Regions from separate parts of the Sus scrofa genome. Here region 1 is linked to region 2. A link is a contact called in public HiChIP or PLAC-seq data. All regions are on one chromosome and are shown on one strand. The core of a region is the stretch at or near the end of the contact, and the rest is flanking DNA. Distances in the headings are between cores, read along the strand shown. Region 1 holds the start of DDIT4 (DNA-damage-inducible transcript 4). Region 2 holds the start of LOC106506033.

Region 1 (4,668 bases), core at 854-3,353, 270 kb after region 2:
AAATGAGGCAATGAATGGGAAAAGGTGCTTAGCACACTGCTTCTGTGATGACTATTTATTAAATGAATGAAGGATTCCTAGTAAACTGACCTTTCCAAAATGGCTCTGGACTTTTTTGCTTATGAAACCTCTATTAGAAAACCTCTATTTTTCTTAGATCGGTGTTCCACACTTACCTGAAATTTTTTTCATGGGGTGGTGGGGAGAGAGAGAGAAGAAAGACACCCTAAGTCTGTCTCCTACTGTCTCAGATGTCCTCAACCCAGTCAGCCTGGAAGGAGTATTTAAAATGGTCCCGATGGATTAATTCCCTGATTTTCAATCCTGAGTGACAGAAAGACACATCCATATAGATCACCCCAACTCTTTTCTTCCCATCTCAGTAAAGGGTGATTTCAAGAGGATATCATGTACTCTCAGCCCTGGAAGCACATCACCTAATTGCCATGATGTGCTGTATTTAAGACTCCCAACAAGTGACTGGAACTTGGAGGATAAAAAGGACGGGCTGGTCTTCAGGCCTTGAAAGCCCAGGTGGCTAAGCGACTATTTTGCAGCAGTCTTTATCTCCTAATCTGAGCCCTCTAATTTATTTTTTTTTAATCCATAAATTCGTCTCCAGAGATGGTTTTCCCATCTGGAAAGTGGGAGTGGGATGCAAGGTTTGAATTCTGGTGCTTTACAGTCTTAAGTCTTGGTTTGCCCAAAAGGCCCACCGGTCAGCCTTTTTTTTTTTTTTTTTTTAATTTTAATGGGGGGGGGGAGTGGCAGTGGCCCGACTACTCCTGTAAGTGTCTTCGGTCACGCGCAAGTCTGCCCCTAGGCGAGGCCTGCCAGTCTGATCTGGTTAGGCTCTGGCCCGCCCCGGGACGGGAGGGAGCATCTGATGTAAGCTGGGTTCTCTCTTCCATCAGAATCCTGTGTCCCAGATTGATGAACCTTTAAATAAATAAAGGTCGAATCCGTCCGAACCTCTTCCCACCGTCAGCAACCTCTGTCACTCTTTGAGCACCGCCGTCGGGCCTGATTTCTTGGGGCCCAGTGTGCATGACGAAATAGGGGATGGCGATTGCACTCCGGGGCTTTTCTGGAGACCTAGCTCCTCGGTCCTGACGCAACTCTCCAGGTCTTTTACACAAAGCGTTTGGTAGAGAGGGGCGCTAGGACCCGGCGGATGCCTGAGGCCTCTAAGCTGCAGCTGGCTGGGGAGGCACTGCTGCACCGCAGTCGGTCGGTAGGGCCGGCGGGTGGGTCAGTGTGTCCGTCTGATGTAGGTCCCAGTTCGCAGCTCCCGGACCAAGCGCCAGGAACTGGGGCCTATCAATATTCCTTCAACCACATTCCCCAAACCCTGTCTTTGAAGGCAGCTGGAGGGTGGGCGCTGACGCGGTTAGGAAACTAGGCTCACATCGGGGGCATGGACACCGCCCCCCCTCATTAATCCATCCTCTGGGTCTGTAGAGTAACGGGCAAGTAGGCAAGTGCGGCCGCCCAGAAAGGGAGCAGAGTGCTCTGAGCTGCTGTTTTGGGGCCCCACCCCCATATCCTGACCCCTGGTAAGGAAGGTTAGTGTGGGGTACTTGCGCGAGAGTGGGCTGGGTTAACGTCTGCTCCCCCGGGCATCCAGCCCTGCTCCTAGTTGTACCCATAGCTCGCAGGCTCCCACAAGCTGAGGGCAACCGTTTTCCTTGCCTGTTGCCCTCTCAAGTTCCCCTGCCTCTTCCCCCGCGCGGCCGCGGCCTAACCCCTCCCCCAGCAATACGACCCTATAATAAACAAGTCTTTCCTTGATCCTCCCCTGCCGCGAGCGCCCTCGGGGACCTTGGCAGCTGCAGCCGCCGCCGCCGCCGCCGCCGCCGCCGCCGCGGATCCCTTCCAGAAAGGGGGCGTGGCCGTGGCTCGGGGGTTCCGCCGAGAGCTTTCTGGGGCTCAACGGAGGCGGGGCCAGGCGGCTGTCACCGGGCAGGAGAGAACGTTGCGAACGTGCGCCCGGAGTCCATTGGCCGAGATGGGCCACACTCCCGGGTCTGGATTGGGCCGTGGCGCGGAAGGGGTGTGGCCTCCCCGCGCTAGTCCTTATAGGTCCCTCGGCGCTGGTGCTAGGGACCGAGGCAGGCCGAGGGGGAGGTGAGGCTGAGGAGAAGGGACAGGTCTGGGCAGAGCTCGGGGGTTGGCACCAGTTCGCGCACCCATTCAAGCGGTCAAGCGGCTGTACGCACTCGTCAGAGCAGTTCTCGCTAACTGCTCTAGCTGGTGAGTGTCCCTTCTGTGTGTGCGCGGATCGATGAGCAGGGAGGCCTCAGCCGCGGGGGTCGTAGCGCTCTGAGTCTGGTCCACCCCTCAGACTGACGCCGGGCCCGTGTCGCTCTTGTCTTACAGCGTCTTCTGCGCTCCAGCACCGGTGAGCTCATCTGCAAACGTCCTGGCGTCCGTCCTCACCATGCCTAACCTTTGGGATCGCTTCTCGTCGTCCTCCTCCTCTTCGTCTTCGTCCTTGTCCCGAACTCCCACCCCAAATCAGCCTCCGCGTTCAGCCTGGGGGTCAGCGGCCCGGGAAGAAGGGCTCGGTCGCTGCGCGAGCCTGGAGAGCTCGGACTGCGAGTCCTTGGACAGCAGCAACAGTGGCTTTGGGCCGGAGGAAGGTAAGCCGCCGCGGGCGAGGGCCGGACGCGACTCGAGGGGCGGGGAAGGTGAGAAAGGACCTCGCTGAAAAGAGTCAAAGCCACCTTGGCTTCGTAGGCCACCAGAATCCAGATCGCAGAGCGGGGACAGGCCAGAGGAGGGGGTTGAAGCATAGGGTATGATGAGTGTGCGGCAGAAACTGAGGCACGGAGGGGCAAGAGGAGTGCTGCTTTCTTAGCGAAACAGCACCTCCTCCTTTTGGAACTGCTCTTACCTTCCTTCCCTATGTGCTTTCCCTTCCAGACTCTGCATACCTGGATGGGGTGTCCCTGCCTGACTTCGAGCTGCTCAGCGACCCTGAGGATGAGCACCTGTGTGCCAGCCTGATGCAGCTGCTGCAGGAGAGCCTGGCCCAGGCGCGGCTGGGCTCGCGGCGCCCCGCGCGCCTGCTGATGCCCGGCCAGCTGGTGAGCCAGGTGGGCAAAGAACTGCTGCGCCTGGCCTATAGTGAGCCGTGCGGCCTGCGGGGGGCGCTGCTGGACGTCTGCGTAGAGCAGGGCAAGAGCTGCCACAGCGTGGGCCAGCTGGCCCTCGACCCCAGCCTTGTGCCCACCTTCCAGCTGACCCTCGTGCTGCGCCTGGACTCACGCCTCTGGCCTAAGATCCAGGGGCTGTTTAGCTCCGCCAACTCTCCCTTCGTCCCCGGCTTCAGCCAGTCCCTGACGCTGAGCACTGGCTTCCGAGTCATCAAGAAGAAGCTGTACAGCTCCGAGCAGCTGCTCATTGAAGAATGTTGAACTTGGGCCTGGGGGCCGACACTGCCCCCATGGCAGAGACAGTTGAACTTTTGGGGTGGACGTTGGCAGGCAGGAGCTGAGGGCCTGTTGCCTGTCGTTAGAAAACTGACAACAGCCACCTGAGGGGAGGAAGGCTGAGCTGGGGGGAACCTACTGTTTCCCTAGAAAGCTCAATGGGGCATGTATGGGTGGCTCCCAGTTGGGGGCACACCCCGCCCCTCTGTACTGTAGCATGAAACAAAGGCTTAGGGGCCAACCAGGCTTCTGGCTGGATGTGTTATGTAGCATGTACCTTATTATTTTTATTGTTACTGACAGTAAGACAGTTAAGTCAACAGTGGTGTGACAGAGCCAGGAGAGCAGCTGGGCTGCACTGGCCTCTGCAAGGGGGGATGTGTGCTCGCTGCAGCCAGCCCTGGTGGGAGGGGGGAGGTCATGGAGGTGGTTTGTGTATCTTATGGTCCGAAGGGGCCAAATGTCTGTTCTTTGTTTTTTGTATCTTTTGTTTGTTTGTTTGTTTGTTTTGATCAGAGCTTCACTACTGACCTGTTCCAGGCAGCTATCTTACAGACGCATGAATGTAAGAGTAGGAAGGGGTGGGTGTTAGGATCACTTGGGGATCTTTGACACTTGAAGAAAAAAATACACCTGGAAGCTGCGTTTGGCCCATCCCCAGATGTGGACTGAAGGGTCACCCTGTAAGGGGATGGGGCTGATTGGGCTGGGGGCTGGAACCCCTCCCCCAGAGGAGTACCATCTGGGTCTTCCATCTAGAACTGTTTACATGAAGATACTCGCTGTTCATGAATACACTTGATGTTCAAGTATTAAGACCTATGCAATATTTTGTACTTTTCTAATAAAAAAGAAAATGTTTGTTAAAAGAGTTGTCTGCTCTCAGTGCCAAGAAATAAAAGGGAGGGTCAAGGGTGCTGGCACAGGTGGGTTTCTTCAGACGCTGATCCACCTGTGTGTTTCTCTGTACCTTTCGGGGGCTGCCTGCCAGCCTGGTAATGGAGATGTGTAGACTGAGTGCCATCTGTGTCAAGAACCCTGGCTCCCTTGGTTCTGCTGGCTGAGGCGGCCCAGGGAAAGAGCCGGAAAGCCCTGGAAGGTGACGAGTGAGTCAGACCTCCCACTGAGCCAGAATCTCAGGGTAGGGGGAGCTCACCTGGCTGCTCTGGGTTAGAAGGCCCAGGTACAAAGGACCGCTGAGTCCAAGGTCCTTCTAGGTACTTGAAAGACTGCA
Region 2 (4,489 bases), core at 1,340-3,839:
CACACACACACACACACACACACACACACACACAAACACGATAAAAGACAGATCAATTCTGAAAGGCTCAAAGCCAAACGACTTCCAAAACGCTAACTTTGATACACTAGCATCAAAGCCTATACACAAAGCATTTCATGCCATTTTCCTTCCCTTTTACAAAATAGTTCTAGTTGGTGGTCGCTTTGAGGTGGCCAAAACTGTTACTGAACCAAACTTGAGTCCACTCACCCAATCTGAAGCAAAGCCAATCTACCAATACCAGGTTGTGCTGAAGGAAAGTACAGGGTTTATTTGCAGGGTGCCCAGCAAGGGAGTGGGAGACAAGCCTCAGATCTACTCTACTTGGTCTTTGAATGAGGGAGTTTTATAAAGGGGAAGAACAAAGGGGCTGAGATTAATCATTGTCTGTGACATTTCTTCCTTTTTTGTTTTTTTTTTTTGTTTGTTTTTTTTTTTTTTTTTGGCTGCACCCATGGCATGGGGAAGTTCCCAGGCCAGGGATCAAACCTCAGATCTGCACCACAGCAGCGACCCAAGCCACTGCCATGACATCGCCCGATCCTTAACTCACTGCACCACAGGAGAACTCCTGTCTGTGACATTTCTTTTTTTTCAACCTTTATAAAAATTGCAGTATAGTTAATTTACAATGTTGTGATGGTTTCAGGTGTACAGCAAAGTGATTCAGCTATACACACACATATATATAATATATATGTGTGTGTGTATATATATATATATATATACACACACACACACACACACACACAGAGCACATATATTCTTTTTCAGATTCTTTTCCTTTACAGGATAAGATATTGAATATTGTTCCCCAGGCTTTCTGTAACATTTATTAATTGAGGTTTCAGGAGTCAGGATGTCTCTGGTTTAGAATTCTCTGGCCAGGTGGTCCATGCCTCCAGGGCCCGGTAATTTATCTTGCCCTGGAGAAACAACCTGAGTTTGTACATTAATGATATCTATAACAGCATTTTTTGTACACTAACAATGTTACCAACAACAGCAATCTTAATGCATTAAGGATGTTATCAACAATAGTACTTTTAGTCATCCGATTCTGGCTGATCAGTGTTCAGTTAGCACAGGATCGAAGTCAGAGGGGACGAGAACGGAATGAAGTTTTGGATAGACACTTTAATCATAAAAAGTCAGTAAGGGAACTCGGGTTTTAGAAGGACTCGGTTTCTACAGGATGGGAGGCTGGAAGGGCTTGAGGGGCTCTGGCAGGGTGAAGCCGCGAAGATCTCCAGGCCACTTCCCCTCCAACCCACGCCCCCGCCTCCCCAGGACTTGGAGCTCTTCTCAGCCTGAAAGGGGGTAGGGATCCCAGCGGCCTGAACAGAGTCCCCGGAGAGAGGCGGGCCGAGGTGCAGCGCCGGGAACAAAGGCCCACAGAAGGGTCCTGGAGAGCGTGGCTCCCCGGGGGCCCGAGCGAGGACGGCCCCCTCTCTCTCAGTTCTTCCCTCTCCTCCCCTGCTCCTGCGGGGAGGCCTGGTGGGCCTGAGCTGCGCCAACTTCGCCAAAGGTTCCCAAATTGCCGGGGGCGCAGGGGTCGGAGCTGGGTGGGGTGAGGAAGAAAAAGAGGAGGAGGGGTGCTACCCGGACGCCTTGGACGCAGTTCAGGAATCCGCCGCTGCTGCCGGCCACTGCCGACTGGGGCTGAACGGGGAGGGCGCCAGGCAGGACCGCTTTCTCGCTGCGCAGGACGGCGCCCGCCTGGCGCCGCTTCCCGCCCGGCGTGCGAACCCGCCGGGCCGCGCCTCCATCCCTCCCCGCCGCGGTCCGCAAGGGGCTCGCAGAGCAGAGGCCGCAAGGGAGCTGGAGCCTCGGAGCCGCTTTTGCCGCGTTCTGCCGAGAGAAGCAAAGTTGCGGGCGGATGCTGCCAGCGCCGGACCCCAGCCTCGGAAAGTCGGAACCGCCCCCTCTGGAGGAGCCTCGGTGGCGGAGTAAGTAGGGCGCCCGCATCCCGAACCACCTCCGGGCCAGCGGGAGGCGGCCCAGCCGTGCGAACCCCCACTATCCCCGGTCGGGCACGCGCGCCAAACTTTGGAGGAAGTGGAGGCGAAACGGGGGGGTGGGAGAGGGATTTCCCGGCTGGAGGAAAACTCCACGCAGGCACCCATACCTCCAGACCCACTGCACCCAGGTTCACAACTGCCAGGTATGCACAGCTCACCACCTCTCGAGCCACAGACACAGCGCACGCACGCCACACCGACCAGACACACGCGGCATCCCAAAATGCACAATTCCGGGAGTGCGGACGTTTGGATCTTTAGACCAAGCATGTCCTCCTGCCTGCAAACGAATCTACTGTCTTTGTCTCTGCCCCTGCAGCCCCCCAGTGAGGTGTCCCCCAAGCGAGTCTGGCAGGGGAAGGGCTGCCTCGTCTTTGAAAACTCGTGGCCGGATCTCGAGGCCGAGGGTGGGGAGGGGAAATCCGACATTGCATTCGGCTCTCAGGGTTCATCAGGAGCGAGTTTGGTGTGGAAACTCAGTGTCTGGGTGATGTGTTTGGGTGTGCACAGCCCTTCCGGAGGCGAGGCCGGGAGAGAGGAGGGAATGATTCATAAACTCAGACCCAGCGTGTTAGGGTCTGTGAGCAGAGTAGAAAAGCCTGGCAGGCGATGCTGTACTGGACAACTGGGTGGTGACAGTGACAGGGCCTGCGAGGGAAGCACAGACCCTTCCCCCTAGCGGATGTGCTTCCTCAGAGGGACTTCCAGAGGATGGGCTGAGGAGATTCCGGCCCTGGGCTGTGTATAAGTAAAACGGGGTGGGGGATGTTTAAGACTCCAAGATCATGGAGAAAGCAGAGTCATTATGAAGCCTTATTTATTTTAGTTGCACCTGAAGTTGTTGTCTGTTTTCAGATGTCCTGGTGTCCTGGGGCTCCAGGGGGTTTCAAGGGTTGTCCTGGATCTCACACACTGCGGAGCACACTGTGGGTACTCAATAAATAGTTTGATAACTAACAACTCTGACAATTTATATATGTTAAGGGCACTCTATGAGCCAAGCCAGGTGGCCTCCATTGGTTTGGGATTGGTCTTTCTGCAGAGGAAGGGGCCCTGAGTGGTACCAGGGAGCCCTGCCTGATGTGTCTGGCCCAAGCAGCATTTTTCCACTGTGCCCTGTAGGCTGGCAGTGAGGACTTGAGTCTCAATATTGGCCTCTGCTTCCCTAAGAGGGACAATAGGAAAGTCTCCATTCTGCATCTGGTTAAGCTGGGAGTGCTGTGCGGTGTCTTTCCTGGTTCCTATTGGCCTGGCTGGAGATGGGACTCGTGAGGGGTCTAGGAGCTGTGTCCTCCAGCAGTGGCTCTTGGCTCTGTGGTGGTAGCAGGTGGAGGGGCGGTCACTGTACTGAGTGTTGGGTGGGTTCCTCTGCACCAGCTGGCATGAGCTTCCCAGAGGAATGGAAACATCTCATGTTCCTGGAACTGGGATTGCAAGCAATCCTGGGAATGATTCCCTACTGGCATGGAACTGGGAACATGCAAGGATGTGGGGGTGACTTGGCTATGTAACCACAAAGAAATGTGTCATTCCCCACCCCTGCCCCTTGGTGACTAGGTTTGGGGTGCATTTCAAGCTTCTCCATGGTCTTAATGCTGGAATTAGCAAAATATGTGGGCAGCACCCAGGATTGTGGCCCGAGATGAGAGTGATCTGGGCTTGGCCACCCCCAATTTCAGGTTGAACGCTGCAGCCAGTCCCTTCCCAATATCACCTTTCCACCTTACATCTTCTGTGAATCACGAGCTCTACGTTATCTCATTAAGGCCTTACATCCCGATGATGTTAGCATCTTATCACCATTTTACAGATTAGGAAACTGAGGCTTAAAAAGTTAAGTAACTTTTTTTTTTTTTTTTTGCTTTTTTTAGGGCCACACCCTCAGCCTATGGAAGTTCCCAGGCTAGGGGTCAAATGGGAGCTGTAGCTGCCAGCCGACACCACAGCCACAGCAACACAGGATCTAAGCCACATCTGCAATCTACACCACAGCTCACAGCAACGCCGGATCCATTAACCCACTGAGCGAGGCCAGGCATCGAACCTGCATCCTCACTGATACTAGTCAGATTTGTTTCCGCTGAGCCACGATGGGAACACCCTAAGTAACTTTTTGAGGGCCACACGGCTGGTAAGGGACAAAGCTAGGATTTGAACCTGGATGGTCTGGCTCTGGAACCCATACCACCTCCACCATACCCGGCTGTCTCTAAGGTCCTTAACTAGTTCTCCATAGCAACACGGAAGTGACACTGATGCACGTACTGGGTCCTGGGTCCCCTGACTGCAGTCCTCTTTTTATACATACTCTATCCTGCCACGGTTACATATGGGCCATGGCAATCAAAGGCTGGGTGGCACCAGGCTGCTAGAGCCTTGTATGTGGATTTGGAGTCAGGAAACCATGAGGGTTTGGGAGTGACTGGAGAGAGATGTTGGAGTAATTC

Evidence for each region. HiChIP or PLAC-seq counts read pairs in DNA pulled down with a chosen protein or histone mark.
Region 1: a contact with region 2 is called in an H3K27ac HiChIP or PLAC-seq map of alveolar macrophages. The contact joins the promoter of DDIT4 here to the promoter of LOC106506033 in region 2. A contact is called at or near these places in 2 of 2 datasets of contacts at active chromatin or transcription factors (alveolar macrophages and skeletal muscle).

What each region holds. Positions count from the first base shown.
Region 1 is chr14:75,115,605-75,120,272 of Sscrofa11.1, forward strand. DDIT4 (DNA-damage-inducible transcript 4) reads left to right here and starts at 2,104. Exons shown (of 3, transcript NM_001243452.1): 1 at 2,104-2,253; 2 at 2,380-2,642; 3 at 2,926-4,303. The coding sequence starts at 2,441. The coding sequence ends at 3,419.
Region 2 is chr14:74,849,230-74,853,718 of Sscrofa11.1, forward strand. It overlaps LOC106506033, which reads right to left and starts at 2,590. Exons shown (of 2, transcript XM_013983307.2): 1 at 2,150-2,590; 2 at 1,139-1,872. The coding sequence starts at 2,471. The coding sequence ends at 1,193. CHST3 (carbohydrate sulfotransferase 3) reads left to right here and starts at 1,702. Exons shown (of 3, transcript XM_001928637.4): 1 at 1,702-1,970.